Regions from separate parts of the Rattus norvegicus genome. Here region 2 is linked to region 1. The links are chromatin contacts, called in public Hi-C maps. All regions are on one chromosome and are shown on one strand. Each heading gives the region's core, a stretch centred on a gene start, on an enhancer-like site or on the middle of the called end of the contact. The rest is flanking DNA. Distances are from core to core; before and after follow the strand shown.

The links. Hi-C and Micro-C count contacts between places; a contact is called where the count stands out from the background.
Region 2: a contact with region 1 is called in a Hi-C map of the A7r5 cell line, with 5 times the contacts expected there. The contact joins two enhancer-like sites. A contact is called at or near these places in 2 of 12 Hi-C or Micro-C datasets (the A7r5 cell line and the Rat2 cell line).

The regions. Positions count from the first base shown.
Region 1 is chr17:69,794,394-69,800,829 of GRCr8, reverse strand. The region is part of intron 3 of LOC102554523 (a long non-coding RNA gene); the gene reads right to left. Among named protein-coding and RNA genes, the nearest start is that of Klf6, 340 kb to the right of the region's middle. Within about 2 kb of position 2,454, at least 22 of the 93 cell types and tissues checked have an H3K27ac peak or open chromatin away from gene starts, as enhancers often do. A contact at or near this core is called in the A7r5 cell line, where this site is marked.
Region 2 is chr17:69,994,295-70,000,730 of GRCr8, reverse strand. No RefSeq gene overlaps it. Among named protein-coding and RNA genes, the nearest start is that of Klf6, 540 kb to the right of the region's middle. Within about 2 kb of position 4,165, at least 16 of the 93 cell types and tissues checked have an H3K27ac peak or open chromatin away from gene starts, as enhancers often do. A contact at or near this core is called in the A7r5 cell line, where this site is marked.

The DNA of each region.
Region 1 (6,436 bases), core at 1,205-3,704:
CACATCCTCTCTCTGGCAAGTACCCACATCAAAAACCCGTTTCTCTGAGCCAGCTGTCCCCATTCTGCTAATGATGCCAATATACAATAAGAGTTGCAGAGGGCTGACAGGTCATGAAATAAGTCAGTTTCTTTGGAATCCCTGAGTCAGAGCTCTGCCTACCTCAACTACACCCTCGAAACACCCAGGACAAAAATCTTCCAACACAGGCCCTGCTCTTGGAATTTACTCTCACAGACTCAGGAGAGCCCCTTCTGCCTGGCAGGAATATGCAGTTCAAACAAAGCCAACCTCATTTCTACTATCTCCCTTCAAAGCTCTAATGCTTATCACTTGGCCCCCTGCCTAGACAATGCTGTGAATTTCCATGAGGATATTAACACTAGGTATCAGAATCTACCACATCGAAGACATCTGCTATATGTCAGCTGCCATTCTCTTGCAAGTTTCTCTTCTGAATGTTAATGAGGAGTGGCACTAGTGGCTACAAAACACAGAAGAAGATGCCTGAACTTTATCGTGTTTCAGCACCTAGCCTTTCTCAGAACACTGTCTGTGGAATTATAGCTTCATCCCTTGTGTGTGTTTGGGTGTGATTTATATATGTGTATGTGTACACACAGATGTATGAATGTGTATGTCTGGAGGCTGGGGGATCAACCTGGGGTGTCACTACACAAATGCCATCCACCTTGTTGAGTTTTTTCCTGCAGGGAGGGTTATTCATTGTCCTAGAGTTTGTTAATTAAAGCCACACTGGCTCCAGAAAGCCTCAGAGATCCGCCTGTGTCTTACTAGATTCTTACAATCTAGTCATCAATTCAAATATAAACTCTGAATACGAAAATGAGAATCTTGATCTACAGCCTTGTAGTTTAAACTATTTTCTAGTAAGTGATACATCAGAAAAAGGAAAATGAGATTTTTCATAGAAAGAATTGTGGATGAATCAAGTAAGGTTCTGAAAATGTAAATTTTCCCATCTTAATGCTTTATATGTGCTAGACTTTTACAAGTATTCTGATTATTAATGTTTAGTACTTTAGCATAACAAGGAATGTTCCTAATAGAATTGAAAATGCAAACACCTTCCATCTTGAAGGATAGGCTGTTTACCAGCATAATAGCAAAGCAATTAAAAGATGCCAGGAGCCAAACCTGGTGACCTCACTTCAAACACCAGTACTCAGTAAGGAAGGATATAATTGACTTTACATAACTATCCCTTGATCTCCACGCGTATTCTCTCTCTCTCTCTCTCTCTCTCTCTCTCTCTCTCTCTCTCACACACACACACACACACACACACACACACACACACACACAAACACACACAGAGTTTATATTTATCATTGTTCTGTATAACAAAATATTAAGCACTCATTTTTTCTGATATATGGGAGATTATGGATCAGGTAAAACTTAACGAAGATGATCATGGCACTGTCTAAAACTGACTTCATCTCATTGAATCAAATGCCCTTGAGCATATCAATTTATATCTCTGAATTTACCTGTCAGTAAAATGGGGATAAAATTATGCATCTTACTACTTTATATCATAAATTATATAAAATATAAAAAAACAGACTTCTCTGATCTGGCTAGTATTCTTGTGTAGTTGTAGGTTGAGGATCTAATTCTTAGTATATCAGAGCATGACCTAACGTGAAGACAGAAAGACAGAGAGCTAATGAAGATTTGCTTTTAAAGGCAATACATTTTTATTAAAAGGAGGTTGGGATGCAGTTGTACATAGAGGGATGACCAGATAAGAACAGAAGGAAAAGACCGCAATGCGCATGCCAAAAGAGATACCTTGCTCATGGCTAATCTGGTACTTACAGCCTCGAGAATTGTGAGAAGTTTATGTTGTTGAAGTATCTCAATCTGGGCTTTTTTTTTTTAGACCACATTGGAAAATTAGTATATAGCTATATGAGACTAGGTACTCTGCAGTTTTCAAAGGCTGCTTTAATAATTATCAGCAGTTCCTCCTGGGGAGCAAAGGACGATGGGTAAAGCAGAAATTAGACTTTGCCACTGAGCTCGTCACTAACTCTCCTTACCTCCTGCTCATTCTATTGCCTCAAACAGAGTCTCCTTTAACTTCCTTGTGTCTACGGATGTTTTATTATTGTTACCTCCAGGTATTTTTCATCAGTGTTCACTTTTTAATAGGAGGAAGAAAATAGAAATGTAAAACGAAGTATGAGTTTACAAATTATGCAAGATTCTGAGCCAATAGATTAAGAAATCAACAATATCAACAAAGTATAAACAAGCATGGGAGAAATTAAAACGAAACTGGGCTGTCACAGAAACCAGTTTATAGACCTCGGTAAACGATTTTACAGGAAGGAACTTTCGCTCACGCAGCCACACATTAAGCAGTTATGATCGGCCTGTAAACTTTCCAGTTCTATGACTCAGAGCTTAGGACCTCAAGGGAAGTGGCAAAATAAAACACCGCCCAAGAACTAACCAGGCCGAATACTGCTTAACATTCAGGCCAGATGCATTCAGGGTGCTAAAACCATTGACTTCTGAGCTCTGTTTATAATATTCCAACAGAGACAAGTACTATACTATGAGTGTCCAAATTCAAAGACCAAGAACTGCTTCTCTGTTTGACTCCAAGGACGAACCTGATAGGAGTCATGAAGAAATAGAGGCAAGACAGATGCATGAAAAGAAAGCTGGGATTGTAAAGACCAGGTTCTCTGGGAAATCACCACACCCCACAAGCACAGCATGTATAGAGTAGAACAGAAAGACAATGTGACTGCATACAACTGATCAAGGCAGGTTTATTTCAGTACAGAAAAGCTAGTTTTAGGTGCTCAGCTGATGTGAGGAGAGAGATTTAGCTAAGCTTGGTTGGAGCAGTGTTTGGAGAGGACCAGTCTTTAGGCTGAAAATATTTGCAAGACGAAAGCTGTGGTGGACATTTTCTCCACATGTATCAGCATACCACATGGACCACAAGGTGCCGAGCCCAGTGTAGCCCTGATGGGGACGGAGTAATTTGGTGACATTGTTCTTGCTTTTGGGACAGGGCCCTGGTGTGAGCCTCCAAGAGTGTTGATCACTACCGTGGGCATAAGGCTTGTTTGTGGAATAATGTTCTTATTTCACATTTCTCTGAGGAAGGTCCTTCCTGTTAATGGTATTGACTCCATGATAATCAAATAGCAGGAGTCCAAGAGGTGTGGCTAATGTCTCAGCAAAATGGGCAACCCTTAAGGCTATGGGGAAGAGCTCTAGATACATGAGTTCAAAAATATTTTTTCCACTATGCAAATATGCAATATGAATTATGAAGGGCTTCACGAATCTAAAGGAACAAAGGCAGCTGCATTAATGAACCAACTGGTCAGAAAGAAACAAAGGCAGGCGGATTCCTGAGTTAAAGGTCAGCCTGGCACACAATAAGGTTAGGCCCAGGTGTGGTAGAAATGGTGATTTCAGGGCAGAGACCCGCCCAAGTAGTTTATCCTTTGTCCTTAACAAAGGTAGACAGATCTATGAATTCTTTTACCAAGTTAAGAAAAAAAAATGTTTGCTTGCTATCTTCAGAATCAAAGAGCTAGGGTCAGGGGGTACTGACTTATAAGATAATCTGAAGGAAGCCTGGAGGAAATGACTGAATTGATATGGAAAATAAAAGAATGGATCTGTGTTCTGCAGGAGATGAGCTACCCAGTGAATTTTTTAGGATAAAAAAGAGAACTGCTTGGAGAACTGACAGACACGGAGACACACATGCCCACACACAGACACCAAGACAGAAGCACACACACAAAAGGAAGCAGGGCATAGACAGACAGATCTCTTAGAATAGCAAGCAAGCAGAATATAGACAGAGAGATCTCCAGAGAGAAAGCAGAACACTGAAGCAGACTGGAAAACCTTTATCAAGCAGAAGACAGGTCTTCAGCTTGAACCCGCAATTTGCCTTTGAATCCTTCCTTTTGCTGTTCCCCGACACCCTGTACTGGCTGGTTTTGTGTGTCAACTTGAGTTATCACAGAGAAAGGAGCCTCCTTTGAGGAAATGCCTCCATGAGATCCAGCTGCAAGGCATTTTCTCAATTAGTGATCAAGGGGGATGACCCAGCCCATTGTGGGTGGTGCCATCTCTGGGCTGGTAGTCTTGGGTGCTCTAAAAAAGCAAGCTGAGCAAGCCAAGGGAAACAATTCAGTAAGCAGCACCTCTCCATGGCCCCTCCATTAGCAACTGCTCCAATTTCCTGCCCTGTGTGAGTTCCTGTCCTGACTTCCTTTGGTGATGAACAGCAATGCAGAAGTGTAAGTTGAATAAACCCTTTCCTCCCCAACTTGCTTCTTGGTCATGGTGTTTTGAGCAAAAATTCAAACCCTGAATAAGACACACCCCATCTCTCAGAATCCCTCTCCATTCTGAGGCTGGTGCTTGGAAACCAGGGAAGACTGTCATTTCCCTGTGACACTGGGGTTTTGGTGTCTTTTGCCTGGCTCTGCCCATATCAATGATATCCATTCACCAAAGATTGCACACACTCAAGGCTTCCTTCCTCCCCACAAGAATTGAACAAGGAAGTATGAATTTAGACCAGGACAGATCTCTTTTAACTTCAGTCTATGGTGCTCAACTTCTATGAGAAACAGACAAACTAATTATTAACCCATTTCCAAACTAGAAAAGTATATATAAATATAAAATATAACTGCCATTAGTACCTGAGACTTCATTAAAACTTTCATATCTCACATGATTATACCACCCTAACACTTTATAATAGAGAGGCAGTCCCTGCATTTAGAAAAGGTAATTCACAAGAAATACATTTGTCTTATTAAAAGTATAGAGTGTATATATAAATATCATAAACATATTTACATATACATGCATACACAAATTTATTTCTTTAGAAGAAAGAATGTATGTTCGTATACATGAATGTTCACCTATTTGCTATAAGATTATTTGGAACAATATCCTCTGCATAGCCCAAGGTGACCTTGAACATTTGGTCCTCTTCAGCCTCTCAGTTGCTCAGCTTATAGTTTTAAGTTCAAACCGACAGTATTATTTTTTTTTTTAAAATCTAGGATACAATCTAAGATCTCATACTAAACAGCATTAGAGAACATTCATGTACTGATCTGACGGTAGTGCTTAGTTAATTCATGTACGCAAAACGAGTGATATGAGTGGATAAAAACTTGAGCATATCTGTTACAGAATACTCGATAGTAAAAAATTTAATATTACTATTGGTGTTGTGTCTCTTAATGCTCTTCTGAGGAATAGTTTTATTACTTGTTCATTGAGAATAATGACTCCTCCAGGTTGTTTGGAGATATAAATAAATAACACACGTACAGTGTACAGTTCAGTGTCCTGCACACAGTAAGACTGATAGAAGCACACTTTCTCCTTGCCCCATTTTTCTTCCCACTAGGAAGCTGCAAGCCTCTTTTCCAAGTTCTGCAAAGGGAAGCACACTTCACTGTTCCTATTTGACTTTCCCGCCTTCTCAAATTCATCATCCAATTTCCCCAGCATGCTAACTAATGATTGTACATAGATAACTACTTTTAAATCAATTATAATCAAATACAAATTAGCAGCTAAGTTTCTTGTGTCTACCAACTGGAAAGCATAGAAATGGATTTTTTCTTTTCTGAAGGCAACCATTCTAGGCAGTCTGGCTTTTTGTAAGGAGAGAACTTCTAGGTTGATCATTCAATTAAGTTGTTTTTATTGCACAACTGGCTCTTCTGCCTGGATCATCAGGACATCCTCGTATAACTTTCTAGAATATTGTTATTCAATAATTTTCATTAGAAGTGTCTGTCTGGATTATACGGCAATCACCTGAAATTCAATTTTAGTCAACTTGGACTTATGTACACCAAAATCTTTCATTCCAGCTACATTGCTGACACACAGGAGGGAGAAGGCCATAGGTGACTAGCCTGCTTCCCCAAGTCCTGTGCATGCAATCAGCGAAGTAATGTGTTTGCTTCTGAACAGCCAGTCAAGTGGGAAACTACACTGAGGCCAGTTCAGACAAAAACAAAGCTAAAGATTGGGCAAGAAACTACTTCCAAAGATAACTGAAGAAACTCTGAGATTCTGATCTCAGACAGGGATTGTAGAAGGCATAAAGTTCTTTAGAAAAACGTAACAAAAATTAACCAAAGGAGAAAGAAAACTTGTTATAGCTAAAATCCTAATGTTGGAGAATTACTAGAGGGACTTTCTGAAGTACTGAAAGGAGCCTTTATTTAGAGATTTGATTATTTGAATGCCTATAGTTCCTAAAATATGACTCTTAGGGGAAAAAGCTATTAAGGTGATTTTTTTTTAACTAAACTAAAGCGTTAACTCAATGAAAGGTTCAGAAAATAACCATGAAAAAGGAGAGACTGTGGCTGTCCAAGGAATG
Region 2 (6,436 bases), core at 2,916-5,415, 200 kb before region 1:
CAGATGACACTGCAACTCATTCAGATTTCTTTTTATTCTTTTTTTTTCCTTTGGAGCTGGGGACCGAACCCAGGGCCTTGTGCTTGCTAGGCAAGCGCTCTACCACTGAGCTAAATCCCCAACCCCCTTCTTTTTATTCTTGATCCAGCTGAATATGATAAGTGTTGCAGTGACCTTTAGCCCCAAGCCCAAAACCCAGACGTTGAAATCTGGGCAACATATTAAGACCCTATCTCCACAGGGAAAGGGCAAAGAGGGTGGAGAACAGAGGACAGAGAGGATGAAGAGGATAGAGACAGTGGAGAGGATGGAGTAAAGGGAGAAGATGGAGAAGGTAGAGAGGGTGCAGAGGGTGGAGAGTGTGCAGAGGTGGTTCACAAGTTCTAAGATCTTACTCTTCCTACCCAGATCCAATTATCAGTTTCCACCATCATCATTAGGTGGCTCACAACCTCCTGTAACTCCAACCCCACTATTCTATCCTCTGAAATATCATCCAAATATACATATATAGAAATAAATATTTTTTAAAAAAAGATATTTTTCCTATGTGCTACTAGTGTCTATTTCGGGTGAAGCTCTGAGTGACAAAGGATATTTAGAGATGAGCAAATGCACAGATTTTATGCAGAAAGGAGGGTAACGATTAGGTTGTTTGGTTTCTCATAATCATGCTGAAGAATTTGAGAATGTGAGTGATGAACTCAGGATGCTAAATTCTTAGGAAATGTTCTATAAAAGGAGTTCACAAATCTTGCTTGGAAAGGCATTCTTATCTCACAGCCAGAGGGTAAATACTTCTGAAAATAAAATGTCAGTTTTGGTTAGACCAATTATAGCCCACACTGAATTCCAGAGCTTAATGGGACTTTTTTTAATTAAAATTAGGGCAAGGACTATGAACTGTTTGAGTCCAGGAATTTGGGATTGGAATATATGAGCAAATTCTGGTGAAGATTTCTCTCTATGTCCACATAGAGTCCTGCCTTCTTAAAGCCTTTCCTTTGCAGCCCAATGGAGGCACAGCCTGTTCTGTCCCAGGACTTCAGTACCACTCTGTGACAAGCAACTCCCACCAATGGGAGTCCAATCAAGATTCCTGCTAGCCCTACAATTATTTTATTGCCATTGAAATCTGTAGTTAGACTCAATTGCCAACTGTGTTAGACTGTGGATCCACACCCAAGCAGCTGCATGTCTGGCCAGTTTTCATCAGCAAAAAATAGGGATAAAAATGGCGGCATATCTTTAGGGTATTGTTGGAACAAGTTGGTAAAGTTGGAGCAAGTCAACCTGGACATAGGGATAGGGATTCCTGAGTCAGTGTTTTAGCTTTGGGGATGGGGATGGCTCTAATTGGTTGTTTGGTTGATTGAACTGAGTCATAGACCCAGAGGCAACTTACCCAAACAGAAGTAGAAACATATACTAGTCCTGTTGTATAGAGAAAGACACTCAGAAGCAAAAGTGGATTTATAATAACAGAACAACTCATGGAGCTGGACAAGTCCTTACTCAATATTTCATACTTGATCATGAACCCTAATGATACAGTCCATCTTAACTAAGTGTAATTTTCCCATCAAAATGCTTTTAACATTTTTAAAATTTACATATTTATTTTTATGTAATATTTTAATTTACCCTTTGAGAATTTTATGCAAGTGGAATCATTTCTTCTGATACTTCTCCTGTTGGAGGCCTGGATCCACACATACATCCTCACAATTTCATTTTCTTGTTATGATTTTTCAATATATAAATAATCAACCCACTGAATTTGCTTTCTACCTGCACATGAATGTAAGGGCATGCACAGAAATATGGTCAATGTATCACAAATCACAGCTCTAAAGAAAGCTGCCTTTTCTTCCCCTGGCAGCCCTTTGGGTCTTTATACTTTTTAATTTCATTTTTTTAACATTTCTAAAAAATTTTTACATGCACTTTAAAATCCAGAATACAAACAAGATTGACACTTTCAAATTTTCTTAGCTAAGACAAATGAAGCTCATTTCTGTTTGTGAATTTTTCTATTGTTAAAAATAACAAATATATGTGTTTAGCCATCTTTTCAGATGGATGAGCCTTCCAAATGATAGGAGATCGATGGTAAATGTATTCATCTCTAAGCAATGCATTTAACAGCATCTGAGGATAAATATTAATGAAAAATAGTTCACTTTGCAAGCTTGACATGAGAAGTCATTAGGGATATATCTATGATAAAAATACACCACAGCCTCACTGCAGAGAAAGGGAGATGTGTGGGAAATGACTTCTGCAAAAGGGCAAAGTTCCCTGAAAAAAAAAAGAAGATAGTTCAATTTCCTCTCTCCACGCTGTCTTTTTAAAATAACATGACATACCACACATTTTGACACAACTCCACATGACTCAGGGGCCTTTCTTTAAATAAGACCAGAACACATTCGTGGAGCCTGAGTCACCTCTAACCCTTCGAACTTGGTGAAGATTACTAATCAGGACAAGCCTTCATTCCTAAGTCAGTATGGGAAAGTTCTGATTCAGGCAGTTAACCTAACATTCTGTTCTGCACTAAACAAGCTATGGGTTTTCCTTCTTCTCTTTTTTGTCTCACATTAAAAGAAAAAGAATACTCTAAAAAATGTATTTTTCTACAGTAAACAAAATCTCACCTTTTCAAACTAAGCAATGTTTATGAAGATGACTTAGAAAGGTAAAAGAAAATAACTCATTAACATAGAAAATCTATCCATGATGGGCTCCCCTTTAGGGATGTCAAGACTGAGGAAAACCATTTCCTCTGAGAAAATTAAACCAGTAGAATATTTGCTCTTCTGAGATCAGGGAGATCCTCTGGATAAAAGCCAAAGTTTAAGATTGTTCTTAGGATGGAAAGCGAAAGTCAAGAATTGAGACTATGACTCTCTGTCACACTCAGCCCTCATCCACATTGTGATGTTTTCTGGTCTCACAATCCTATCCCTAACATTAAAAGCCTGTTTCCTGTTTTAAACAAATAACTATGACGCAGGGGGTTGGGGGGAGGTGTTAATGAAATCATTGAACTTTCAGGAGGCCAGATAGGATATTTCCTTTTCTTGCCGAGCTGTCTGTAGTCTCAGTTTCCCTTATTTAAATGATAAAGACACTGTCTGTTCTCACATGTGAACAAAAATATCTGATGCATACATTGTTTGGCTTTTGTGTACATCACAGAATAAATAACAGCAAATAGAGAGCTGTGATGCCTGACTGGACTCTGAAGGCCCTCGAATTTCACTCACTGGGTATTTCCCTAGTGATGGGGATCAGTTGACAAAGAATTGTGATCACTTCCTATGAATGATGCCTTTCCCTCAATTGTATACACACCACCATTGGTAGTATTATATGTCAATCATCTTGTATCTACCTCAAGTATTCAAATCAGTCTGAACAGTGAAGGCTGGGTGGCTGCGACTGCTCTCCAACTCTGTCGTCTCATTTCCCCAATCATCACCAAAGGACCAAGAGAGAGGAAGGTTTGGGAGGAGACAGGAAGACAGAGAGACAGAGAGACAAAGGGGGGTAGGATTCAAGCTTTTAACTTCAGACATGATTTCTTTTTTCCTCACAAACACCCAATTCTTACTACCATTTAATATAGCAAAAAAAAATTTTTTTCAAAAAATAGTCATGTTTCAGGTGAGCCAAAGTTCTTCATAGGTCTGGAAGAACACATCCTGGTGGGAAATGACTGTATATTGTGTTCTTTTGAAAGGCTTGTTGACAAAAACAGATGGTGCAGGTGTCTGCTTGCAGTCACAGTTGTAGTGACCTTCCTGTAGTTAAAACAAACAGGCAAACACAGTATCTCATCTCCTGGCTCCCATTAAAAGTCTAACTTTTTGCCGTGGAAACAAACTGTTTTACAATTTTAATAGAAAAGAAGGAATCACAAGCATATAAAAGAAGGAAAGACACACACACACACACAGAGACAGAGAGAGACAGAGACAGAGAGACAGAGAGACAGCGAGTCAGAGAGAGACAGAGGCTCAACAGCTATCAGATAAATAAACAGCACAAAGACTCCTGTGGTTGTCGAGCTCAGATGCTGAAGAAAAGACTTCAGCAACACATGTCTGGCTGCTGAGACAGAGGGACTGGAACAAATCCAGGGAGACCACATCTGGGAGTGCCAGTGTGTGAATGCAGCTTAGCTGGCCTCCCACACAACAGGAATTCCACCAGAAGTATGTGCTCTGGGTGGAAGAGAGCAAAAATGTGTTCAGAATATCACTAAGGAAACCCAGATGCATTATCTCTGCCAGAGTTCAGAAGACAGTGGAGGCCATAAATGCCTCCCGGACTAAAGCAGACAGTATACTTTAATGACACGGGTGAAGCTGGGAATAGGAAAGAAGGAACTAGAAATACCTCAGTGTACTAAGAAGAATGAGAGGCTTTAAAGCATCAGGACATGTTTCCGGCGCTTTCAAGAAAATAATAATGTCTGTGGCATTTTGCAGGCAAAGAATGATCAAATTAAAGACATTTTTGTCCTCGTGCTCCAGGTTGTGGCTATCGTAAGTTCACCTTTAAAATATCAAGGCAGTTGTTCCTCCTGTTTTTGCTTCTCTATAACAGGTTGTTTTCATAACCAACAGAAAATTTTCAGAATACATTTTGGTCCAAAAAATATATCTGATCTTACCATTATGAAAGTCTGTTTTTGGCCTCCAAATGTACCTTGTAAGAAGACACATGTTTAGACTATCATGTGTGTGTGTGTGTTTGCAGAGCTTTGATTTTTAAAATGTGACTCAGTAACTTAGATCTGCTTCCAGCAAAATGACTGTGGTAGTTTGAATATGCTTGGCCCGAGGCAGGGGGCACTATTGGGAGGTGTGGCCTTGTGGGAGGAGGTACGTCACTTTGGGCATGGACTTTATAACCCTTCTCCTGACTATGTGGGAGTCAGTCGTCTCCTACTGGCCTGTAGATAAAGATGTAGAACTCTCAATTCCTCCTACACCGTGCCTGCCTAGACACTGCCATGCTCCTGTCTTGATGATAATGGACTAAACCTCCAAACCTGTAAACCAGCCCCAATTAAATATTGTCCTTGTAAGACTTGCCTTGGTCATGGTGCCTGTTTACAGTAGTAAAACTCTAAGACAATGACTTACATAATTGTACAGAGTTCTTCAGGAATTGGGTATGTATATGTGCATGCATGTGTGTGTGTGTGTGTGTGTGTGTGTGTGTGTGTGTGTGTGTGTGTGTGTGCGCGCACGCGTGCGCGCACATTTGGGCGGTGCACTCACATGCACCCTTTGCTTACTTTCCTTTCTCATTAGACGCTGCCCTTTTTGAAATAGAGTTTCTTACTGAAACTGGAGTTTATCCTCTGGTCTAGGCTAGCTTGACCAGTGAACTCTCTAAGGAGTGGAGTTACAGACTTGTATCTTTGCATTGGTGGTGGGGATGGGCCTAACATGCACATATCAAGCACAACTAATTGCCCATTCACCAACCTGTGTGAAAGTTTTACCATGACTAAATGAGTATGTTAAAATGATAATGGACCATCCTCTCCTTTCTTGAATCTTGTGGCAAAATTTATGATTCTGTAATGATTTGTAAGCAAGACATCCAACAATTTTATAGGAAGCTGAAGATTGAATTAATAAATCTGGTGTGTGTGTGTGTGTGTGGTATGATATGACTGAGTGGCTTCATGGACCAGTATATTAACATGAAGTAGCCAGAGCATGAAGTCTGACATCTTACCAAATAGCTCTTTTTCTTACGATGTGAGGCATAATCTCTTCATAAACGTCAAGCTCACTATTTTCACTGGGCTGTTGGAGAAGAGAGTTTTTGGTATCTATGTCTCTCCACTCCTCAGTGCTGGTGTTACAGGCACAACCATGGCTTTCATAAGGATTCTGAGGACTTGGACACTGGTGATCATGCCAAGCAAATTCTCTTACCTTTTGACTGACCTCCTCAGTCCAAATGTTAATAATTTTAAGGACAGTGACAAAAACATCATAGACAATAATAATCACAAAGTATGGATTCTAAGATACTAGTTTAAGAACAAATAAACACAGTTTTTTAAAGAATACCTTTCTAAATTCTTATGTGAAAATGATGTATTATCATTAAGTCACTTATTCTTTAGCTACTAAGAAACTCTACTATAATATCTTCAATACTAAAGGAAAAAAATCCCCATGTTATTTCGTGGTAGGAGCTACTGAAAATAATATGAAACATTAATTGTAATCTGAATCTTACCAAGCTATAAGATACATTTTGTTGAAGCATGGAAAATTTTTGTTTATAGTCATAGTCTATGTTGGAATGCAAAAGGTAATATAATAGTCACAAGTTATAAGGAGTGGTGTGTGCAAAATATTCCTAGACAAATGACAAAGCTGGTCTGACTTGGCTAAAA